Linked DNA regions of Gossypium hirsutum: regions 1 and 2 are each linked to region 3. The links are chromatin contacts, called in public Hi-C maps. All regions are on one chromosome and are shown on one strand. The core of a region is the stretch at or near the end of the contact, and the rest is flanking DNA. Distances in the headings are between cores, read along the strand shown.

Evidence for each region. Hi-C and Micro-C count contacts between places; a contact is called where the count stands out from the background.
Region 1: a Hi-C map of leaf shows a contact between it and region 3, with 2.3 times the contacts expected there. The contact joins two enhancer-like sites. A contact is called at or near these places in 7 of 34 Hi-C or Micro-C datasets (anther, callus, cotyledon and 3 more).
Region 2: a Hi-C map of leaf shows a contact between it and region 3, with 4 times the contacts expected there. The contact joins two enhancer-like sites. A contact is called at or near these places in 10 of 34 Hi-C or Micro-C datasets (callus, cotyledon, hypocotyl and 1 more).

The regions. Positions count from the first base shown.
Region 1 is chrA02:97,822,667-97,825,366 of Gossypium_hirsutum_v2.1, reverse strand. No RefSeq gene overlaps it. Among protein-coding and RNA genes, the nearest start is that of LOC121209967, 33 kb to the right of the region's middle. Within about 2 kb of position 1,311, at least 4 of the 9 cell types and tissues checked have an H3K27ac peak or open chromatin away from gene starts, as enhancers often do. A contact at or near this core is called in hypocotyl and leaf, where this site is marked.
Region 2 is chrA02:97,840,278-97,842,977 of Gossypium_hirsutum_v2.1, reverse strand. No RefSeq gene overlaps it. Among protein-coding and RNA genes, the nearest start is that of LOC107951736, 47 kb to the left of the region's middle. Within about 2 kb of position 1,302, at least 4 of the 9 cell types and tissues checked have an H3K27ac peak or open chromatin away from gene starts, as enhancers often do. A contact at or near this core is called in hypocotyl and leaf, where this site is marked.
Region 3 is chrA02:97,786,260-97,788,959 of Gossypium_hirsutum_v2.1, reverse strand. No RefSeq gene overlaps it. Among protein-coding and RNA genes, the nearest start is that of LOC121209967, 3.0 kb to the left of the region's middle. Within about 2 kb of position 1,374, at least 4 of the 9 cell types and tissues checked have an H3K27ac peak or open chromatin away from gene starts, as enhancers often do. A contact at or near this core is called in hypocotyl and leaf, where this site is marked.

The DNA of each region.
Region 1 (2,700 bases), core at 62-2,561, 36 kb before region 3:
AATGAGGATTACACGACCACCGTTCCTCCTGTACATCGATGTTAGGAAGAACTTTGACCCAATCCATAGACCTCAATTTGCACAAAAGAACAATCTCATCAACAGTCCAAACTTTTCATTTAAAAACAGATTGATTGCGAGCAAGCTAAAGCGTCCAAAGCAAAGTTGCCCGAATAAGTCTTCTTTTATAATGCTACAAAAATTTGTTTAAAAGCTGCACAAAATTAGTCAAGAAAGTGCCAACAAAAATAAATTAGTCACTGGTAATACATATAAGTCTTAGTTGATAGTTCTTAGAGGCACATTTTGTATAATTAATTATTGGTGTTCGCGGTCACTACTCACTTTAATTAATTAATTTCCACATGAATTAAATTCAGGAAATGGATCCAAGTAATTTAAATTACGGTAAATTATAAAAACAGTCTTTAGATTTACTTTAATCACTTGATTAATAATTTTTTCTGTTTAGTCACTTAATTTTTTAAAATTAAATATTTTAACCACTTTCTCATTAATTGTCGTTAAACAAGTAATAGAAAGCTGGCATAAACCCCTTTTTTTTATTAGCCTAATAACAAATTTAACCTTTCAATGTTTACACATTCTATCAATTTAATCCTAAATTTAAAAAAAATCATAAATTTAATCCTTAATATTTATAAAATTTATTATTTTAATTCTAATTCTAAAATTCAATAAATTTAACTCTTAATATAATTTAATTTAACAAAATCTTTTAAACAGTGATGTCGTAAATTAAAAAGGAAGGAGAGCTTAGAGGTTTCTTTTATGTCTTAAGCCGACTTTTTTTCTTTTTATTTTTTAACCTTTTGAATTCTATATAATAATAAAAGTACAAAAAAATAAAAAATAAAAACAGGGGAAAAAAAAAGCAACATCGTTATCTGACACACAAAAATTTAAATTTTAAGCTAAAATATTTAAATAAATTAACCAATTAATACAAGATATGAAATAGTCTTGATTCCGTGACAAAATTAAAGAACTTTACCAATAAAAAAATGTATAAAATAATAATATTTGAATAGAAAAACAACAACAATTACATCATAATTCATACTTGCACCAGGAATTGCATCAAAGCATCTATAAAAGTATAGAACAGAATGATCCTCGTGAAATTAATTGTATATAATTAATATAATAATTTAGTAATTCTTTGTCAAAAGAAAGAAAATTAATTAAAAAAAGGGGAACATCAACGGCCAAATTTGACCGGAGGTGGCGTAGAAGAAGGGTACAGCCATTGATAGCGACAGTAAATGGTCAACAGATTCGGAAAGTCGAACGAGACGTCGCCGTTCACGACAAATTACTGTTCAGAAAATGACCGACAATGACACCAACCTTTCACCAATCTTCTTTTTTACATGTAATATTATACTAAAACATGGATAAATTATGTAAAAACATTAATCTAAAAAAACAATTAAGTAATTAGGAGAGGGATTGGATGCGTTTTCATCCAATGGTCGAATTGTCAACGACCGGTTAATTTTTTTTCTATGTAAACTCAAATATTTTTTTCATTTTTTCATTCAAATTCAATTCTCTCAAGAATTTAGTTTTAAATTTTTAATTAAAATTCTCTTTAAGTTCTTCTTGATTTAATTCTATTTTTTTATTCGTTTTAATTTATTTTTGGAATAACAAATACTCTTATTTGTTTCGATCATAGCCACATTTCCGTGATTCAATTCAAATGGTAAGAAAATATTTTAAATTTTTAAATTTTTATTTATGTTCATTATTAAGTTGTCAAAAAGATATATATATTTTATAATCAGGCCGAAGATTGGATTTTGGAGACATTTATGCACAATCTATCTACGAGGCCATCGCGTATGATTGAACCTTATTTGGAAGTGGCGGGATTCTTGCACGTGTCTCTTATACGCAGGGGTGTAAATTGGACCCCCACACTTATTAGCATGTTGGTGGAAAGATGGAGACCCAAGACATACATATTTCATTTTACATGCGATGAGTACGCAATCACATTCAAGGACGTTCAATTACAGCTCGGTTTACCATTGGATGAGTCAGTCGTTATAGGATCAGTGGTCATTGACGCTTGTAGCGACATTTACAAACAACTGTTAGGCAATGTTGTAAGAAAATTTCCAAAATTTGCATGGGAGTTCGAGTCTCTTTAAAAGAGAATAACACGCCCAAACATACATCCTGAGGTTAATTAAATGTGTTTTAATGCCCGATAAATCTCGAACTCTATTACTTTTAAGGTGGCTGCTACAACTCCTCAACTTGAAAGAAGCTGGTCAACTAAGTTGGGGGTCAGCCGTGTTGGCGACTTGTACCAAGAGATGTTTCGGGTGACGCAACTAGAAAAAGTTAAAATTGGTGGTTGTGTACTCCTTCTGCAGTCATACGCATGGTTTCGGCTACTATTTTTACGTTCGCGAGCTAACTACCCTTCCCACTCATAACAAGGTAAAATTAATTCTATAATATAGTTATCATAATATTATTTAATTAGGCTAATTTTTGAAAACAATATTATTTGAATAAGTGGAACAATAGCTCGAGTTATATGGGACTACTAGAGCAGCTCAAAGATGTCCGGCTACTGTTAGATCAACGATTGAAAGATGAGGTTAGTATTTTAAAATTTTTAATTATGTAATATTTATGTAAGGATATCAAAATTAATAATAT
Region 2 (2,700 bases), core at 53-2,552, 54 kb before region 3:
TTATTTTTTATTATGAATAAAAAATGTAGCTTTTATACTTTTGTTTGCTTTTGTAGTGTACTACCTAGTATTTAATTTGAATTGGTAGTAAAATAGTGAGTGAAAGGCCAACAGTAAGGCTATTGTGAAGGTGTCACATGGATAGGGTGAGGTAATTGCTTGGTGTTTTTCTCAGAACCACCATGTCTGTCCTTCTGCCTTCCCATGTTTACATTTGAGTTTAGCGTCACACAAAGTTACTCCTTTCCTATTACCTATGCCAATATCTCACATTTCTTTCAATCACAAAACAATATTAACAACTATCACAAATTTAGTTGAGATCTATACTAAAATTAAATTATATATCTTTACGATAATAAAAAATATAATTTTATCATATATTAATTTAAGATTTTTTAAATTAAAAAAATGACTAAAAGTAAAATTTTTTATTTTAAGAGAGCTGAGATCCCCTGTCAACACCCTTTTTAGTTCCAACCCTATTTATCAAATAATTCAAATCATAAAAATTGTATGGTGACATATATGGCTAACTTTCCAATAAAGCAAGAAAATAAAAAATATTGGATGTAGTGGTAAGGGATGTTGCATTATTAAATAGAACACATAAGTTTAAATTTTAGAGATGATATTGTTACGAGAGACAATTATGAACCTCCAATATTAGCAAGTGTAACATCATGATTTTTAGTCTTTGTTTTTCGATACAATACTTAAAACTATTTATAATCCCTCATCAACCCTTAAATACGAGAATAATGTACTTTAGTGCACTCGAACCCTCGTATTCTTATATTAACAATAATATCAATATCAGCTGAGTTAAGACTTATAATATTATTTATTTTTTAATCATGCTATATTTAAAGTTAAACTTTTTCTTTTCATAACATACGTATTAATAATATGGTAGCTTGGCCATTCTGGAATAAAACTAGCAGCTGAACCCTAAAAGATCCCCCAAATGATGATTAAGCTAAGGTAGGACAGAATCATAAAACCCCTATATAATAGTGGTAAAGCCCAAATCCAAAAGTTGAAAGGTCATATCCATGTTCATGTACTATAATATTTCCATTTTCTAAAATTTCAACACAATTAAAATAAAAATAGGTAATATTAAACCATTGATCCAAATACAATGGCATATTTATTTAATTTATTTTTCAACTCCATGGGATGGGAAGCATTTGGTAGGTTCACCTTTGTCTCGTAGCAAACAAAGGTAAGGTAGTGCAGAATTTACGTGCAGAGCTAGCAATTTTAAATAATAAATAAAAATAAAATAAAATAAAATGGCAGCTATAGAGCTAGTCCTTACTGTCCCACTAGACTAGACTGTGGGCGCACTACTGTACTGGTTTCTCACATCATGACCTGTTAACTTTCTACTGGTTACATTTTTATTATGTGTACTATGTATTAATATTATTGTATTAACATAATTACTTATTTTTCTAATTTTAAAAAATTATTTTAATTGGATATGTAGTTTTTGTATGGTGGTAAGGAAATGTCTTTCAAAATTGAAGCCAGAGCTATTTTAAAATATCTTCTCTTAATTTGGAAAAAAGAGTTAAGATAAATTAAGTAGGAATGCGACAATATTTTTCTAGTGAAATCTCTATAGGTAGGTGGAGTTGTTAATAGTTTGATGGTTAAACTATGTTCGGTATATTGTCTTTTAGGCATAAGTTGGAAGGTACGTGTTTGTCATATTCTAATGGCACATAAAGATCATATAGCTAAGTGTGTGAATCTTAGTTTTATGAGTTTATGTATTTAATGAACTGTCATTATCTGTTCAATGGTTGTTTTTAGCTAATTGTAACAGCCCTTCACAAGCTTAAGTGTTGTTTGATGTAATAACAATTTACTATTATTTTCTACCAAAAAATTATTTAAAATTTTTAGCTTTTAAACTTATATTATTTATCAAATTATCCAAAAACAGATAAAAAAGTTAATATTTGTTAACTTTACTATGTGGCAACCCATGTGTATGTCACATTAGCAATTAACTAATTTTTTAACAATTAAAAATATTACACAAATATTTTTTTTATAAATTTGATAAAATTTTGATACTTTTAACACTTTTAATTTTTAAAAAAATTAATTTATATATATTTTAATTTTTTTTTAAAATTTATAAAATTAATTAATTGTCGATATGGCATCTTACAGTTAATAAATATTAGCTTTTTAACTCATCTTAAAGTAGTTTGACAAATAACACAAATTTAAATATTAAAAAAATAAAAGAAATTTAAATGAAAAATTAATATAACTTTTTTGTAAAATAAAAAAGTGAAATAAATAAATACTCTTATTATATTTTAGAGATTCTTACACCATTTGGCAATGTACATCGTGGGGGACAGAAAACAATTGCATTTGCAACCATTATTATTACAAAATTTAAACCCATTTTGTAATATAAAATTAAATTGTAATAAAATCTAGTAGAAAAAAAAAAGGAAAAAAATTAGGGTCCCCTCCCCTCCTACATGTTGGTATTGTGTTGAAATGGGTCCCATTTTGTTCATAGCACCTTTATGAAATGCAGGTATTGGTTGAAGGCATGTGATGTGGGTCCCTTTTGCTTTATTTGCATCAAAGCAACGTCGTTTTCATCAATGGGTCACTATCCACGTAAAAATTTGCAGCAAAGCTGGACTAGGCGAGATTGATAGG
Region 3 (2,700 bases), core at 125-2,624:
TCCCACAAGGTGTGTGCCCCTGTCTTTAGTGAAAATTTCCAAAGCTCTTTAAGAGATCCGGATTGATCCTGAATTGGTTTCTAAGTATATTTTGGACCTTGTAGACCCACGTTAGAGTTGTAAAGGTGAAATTTTGAAAGGTTTTTAATTTGTTCGCATTTTTAAGACTCGGGAAAGTTTGTGCGCTTATGAATAAGTTAGTAATGCCTCGTATCCTGTCCCGGTGTCGGACACGGGTAAGGGGTGTTACATGTTAGACACGGGCTACTGGCACGACCATGTGATTTTTTGGTAAAAAAGAACACTTAGGGTCACATAGCTCCAGTATGTTACACGGGCCAACCACACAATCGTGTGACTATTGGAGGACATAGCCGTTTTTATGCTACACGATCTAGACAAAAGGTCATGTGTCTCTTATTTTACATAAATGTCCTTATCTTTTGAAAATATTACAATTTGATCCTTGTTTGTTCTCAGGTCAACTTTAGAACTCACGTAAGCTTGTATAAGACTCGAACAAAATTTTAAATTGTATTAAATGGTTAAAGTTATTGAATTTTGATTGTTAATTGTTTATAATTGTTCCATTTTGTATTGTAGTATTCTATAACTCGATCCCGACGACAGGGACAGACAAAGAGTGTTACTCGAACATTTAGCAAAGTTGATTTTATCATATCTACAAATTAATTATTATATATATTTAATCGATGAATTTAAATAATAAAATGTACATATTAAAATTAAAATATATAAAAATGTTTTATTTTTAATCCGAGATGTTATTAGACATACCTAAAGAATAATTATCCCAAACCATGATTTATAGAAATTTATTATAAAATAAATGTCGCAAGAATTCTTTAGTTATATATTAAATAATCGATTATTATTCTCCATACACTTAGAAATTCATCCAAATAATTATAGTTAATATAAATTTATAAATAAATAAATAAAAACTAAAGATACTATTTTCTAAAAAAAATTCTATAAAATTAATAAATGTATTAAAAAGACTCGAAATGATGAAGTTGTGGGCCCCTAACCCCCCAAGGAGCCCGGACAATTGGGCCCCTTTGATAGCAACACCTGACAGCCCCTCTTCCGCCTCGATATTTTAAACTCCACCACATTAGAACAGCGCGTGCACTCCAATCTAATTTATCTGACCACAAATGTAACAAAACAAATCATAACAAAATATGTAGTTTCCTCATAAATTCGATCACCCCAACTCTGCTAAATCTCCTATAAATTTAAAAAATTCAATTTCATTAAAAGAAAATTGAAAACACATAAGGAGAGGTTCATTTCAGGCAAAAAGGATTGATTAGTAAAGCTCAAAGAGAGGCGCGTGAGAGAGGTAGGGGAGAAATAAGCTATCACATGGTTGGTGGGAAGTAGACCCCACCCTCCACAATGTGCCACACGTCTTATGTCACATCAAACCAAAAAAAAATATCACAATCCCATAAATTTAATTTTTATTAATTAAATAAACTGCCCTTTGGATCCACCCAACCAATTGTTTTATTTTTCTCTTTCTTATGGCTCGGAAATTCGGCGGGTGTTTTTTTTTTTTTTTTTCTCTCCATCCAAACAAACTTTTCATGTCACCTTGATTTTTTTTACTCACTCAAAGATCCTTAGATGATAGTCATTCATAAAATCTCCATTTTGGTAAAATATTTAGGGTTCATTTTTTATATATATTGTAATTAAAAATTAATATTGTGATGGGATAATATTGTATAAACATTAAATGCAATTTTGATTCAAAATGTAAAATCTTTGACATGGGGTTTAATTCAAAATAAATAAATTTATATTAAAAGCAGAACATATTATATCAAAGGTCCCGATGTCTTAATTTTACTAATAAACCAAACACTCTTCAATTAATCTGTTTTAAATATGAAACTAATGGGTTTTTTGCTTTATAATTTGGAGTTTTCGTGTAATTAATTTAAATTATTTTTTTATTTTAACATTAATTTTATTATAGTTTTTTATTATATATTTTATTTTCTATAAAATTATCTATAGTCTATCCCTAATTTTTAAATAAAAAGATAATATATTTTAGTATACTCAAACTCATATCCTTTTATATTGACCAATACCATCTCAATCAACTTCTTGATTTAATTCTAAGTTTCATATTCTCATTCTACTAAAATGTAAAGTTTGTCTCTCAATTTTCGTGATTTATAATAACTGAAAATTTTACTTAGTTATGGTAAATACATAAACTTAAACGGTAGGTTTTTATTAATGTGTTGTCTGTCATAATTATTTTTGCTAATCCCCATTTTAAAATCAATGATGTCATTGTAAAATAGATAAATATTAAATTTATATGTGAATTTTATTTTAATATGTAATTTAATATATAAATTTTAATTTCATACAATTATACACATAAAACTTGAATTTTGATTTATATGTATATATGAAATTTTACTTTGATTTAATTATACACATTTAAAAATGATTATATATGTACATTTATTTTTATATTAAATTAATATAATTATTAATATAAAATTATATTAATTTAATAAATTTTTGACAACTAAATTAAGATAAAATTATACAAAAATTAATATTCATATCTCTATTAAATGTGGAGTAAGGGTAAGTTGTGAAATGGGTGAGTGACCTTTTGACTCAGCCACTGGGAGTGGGACCCCC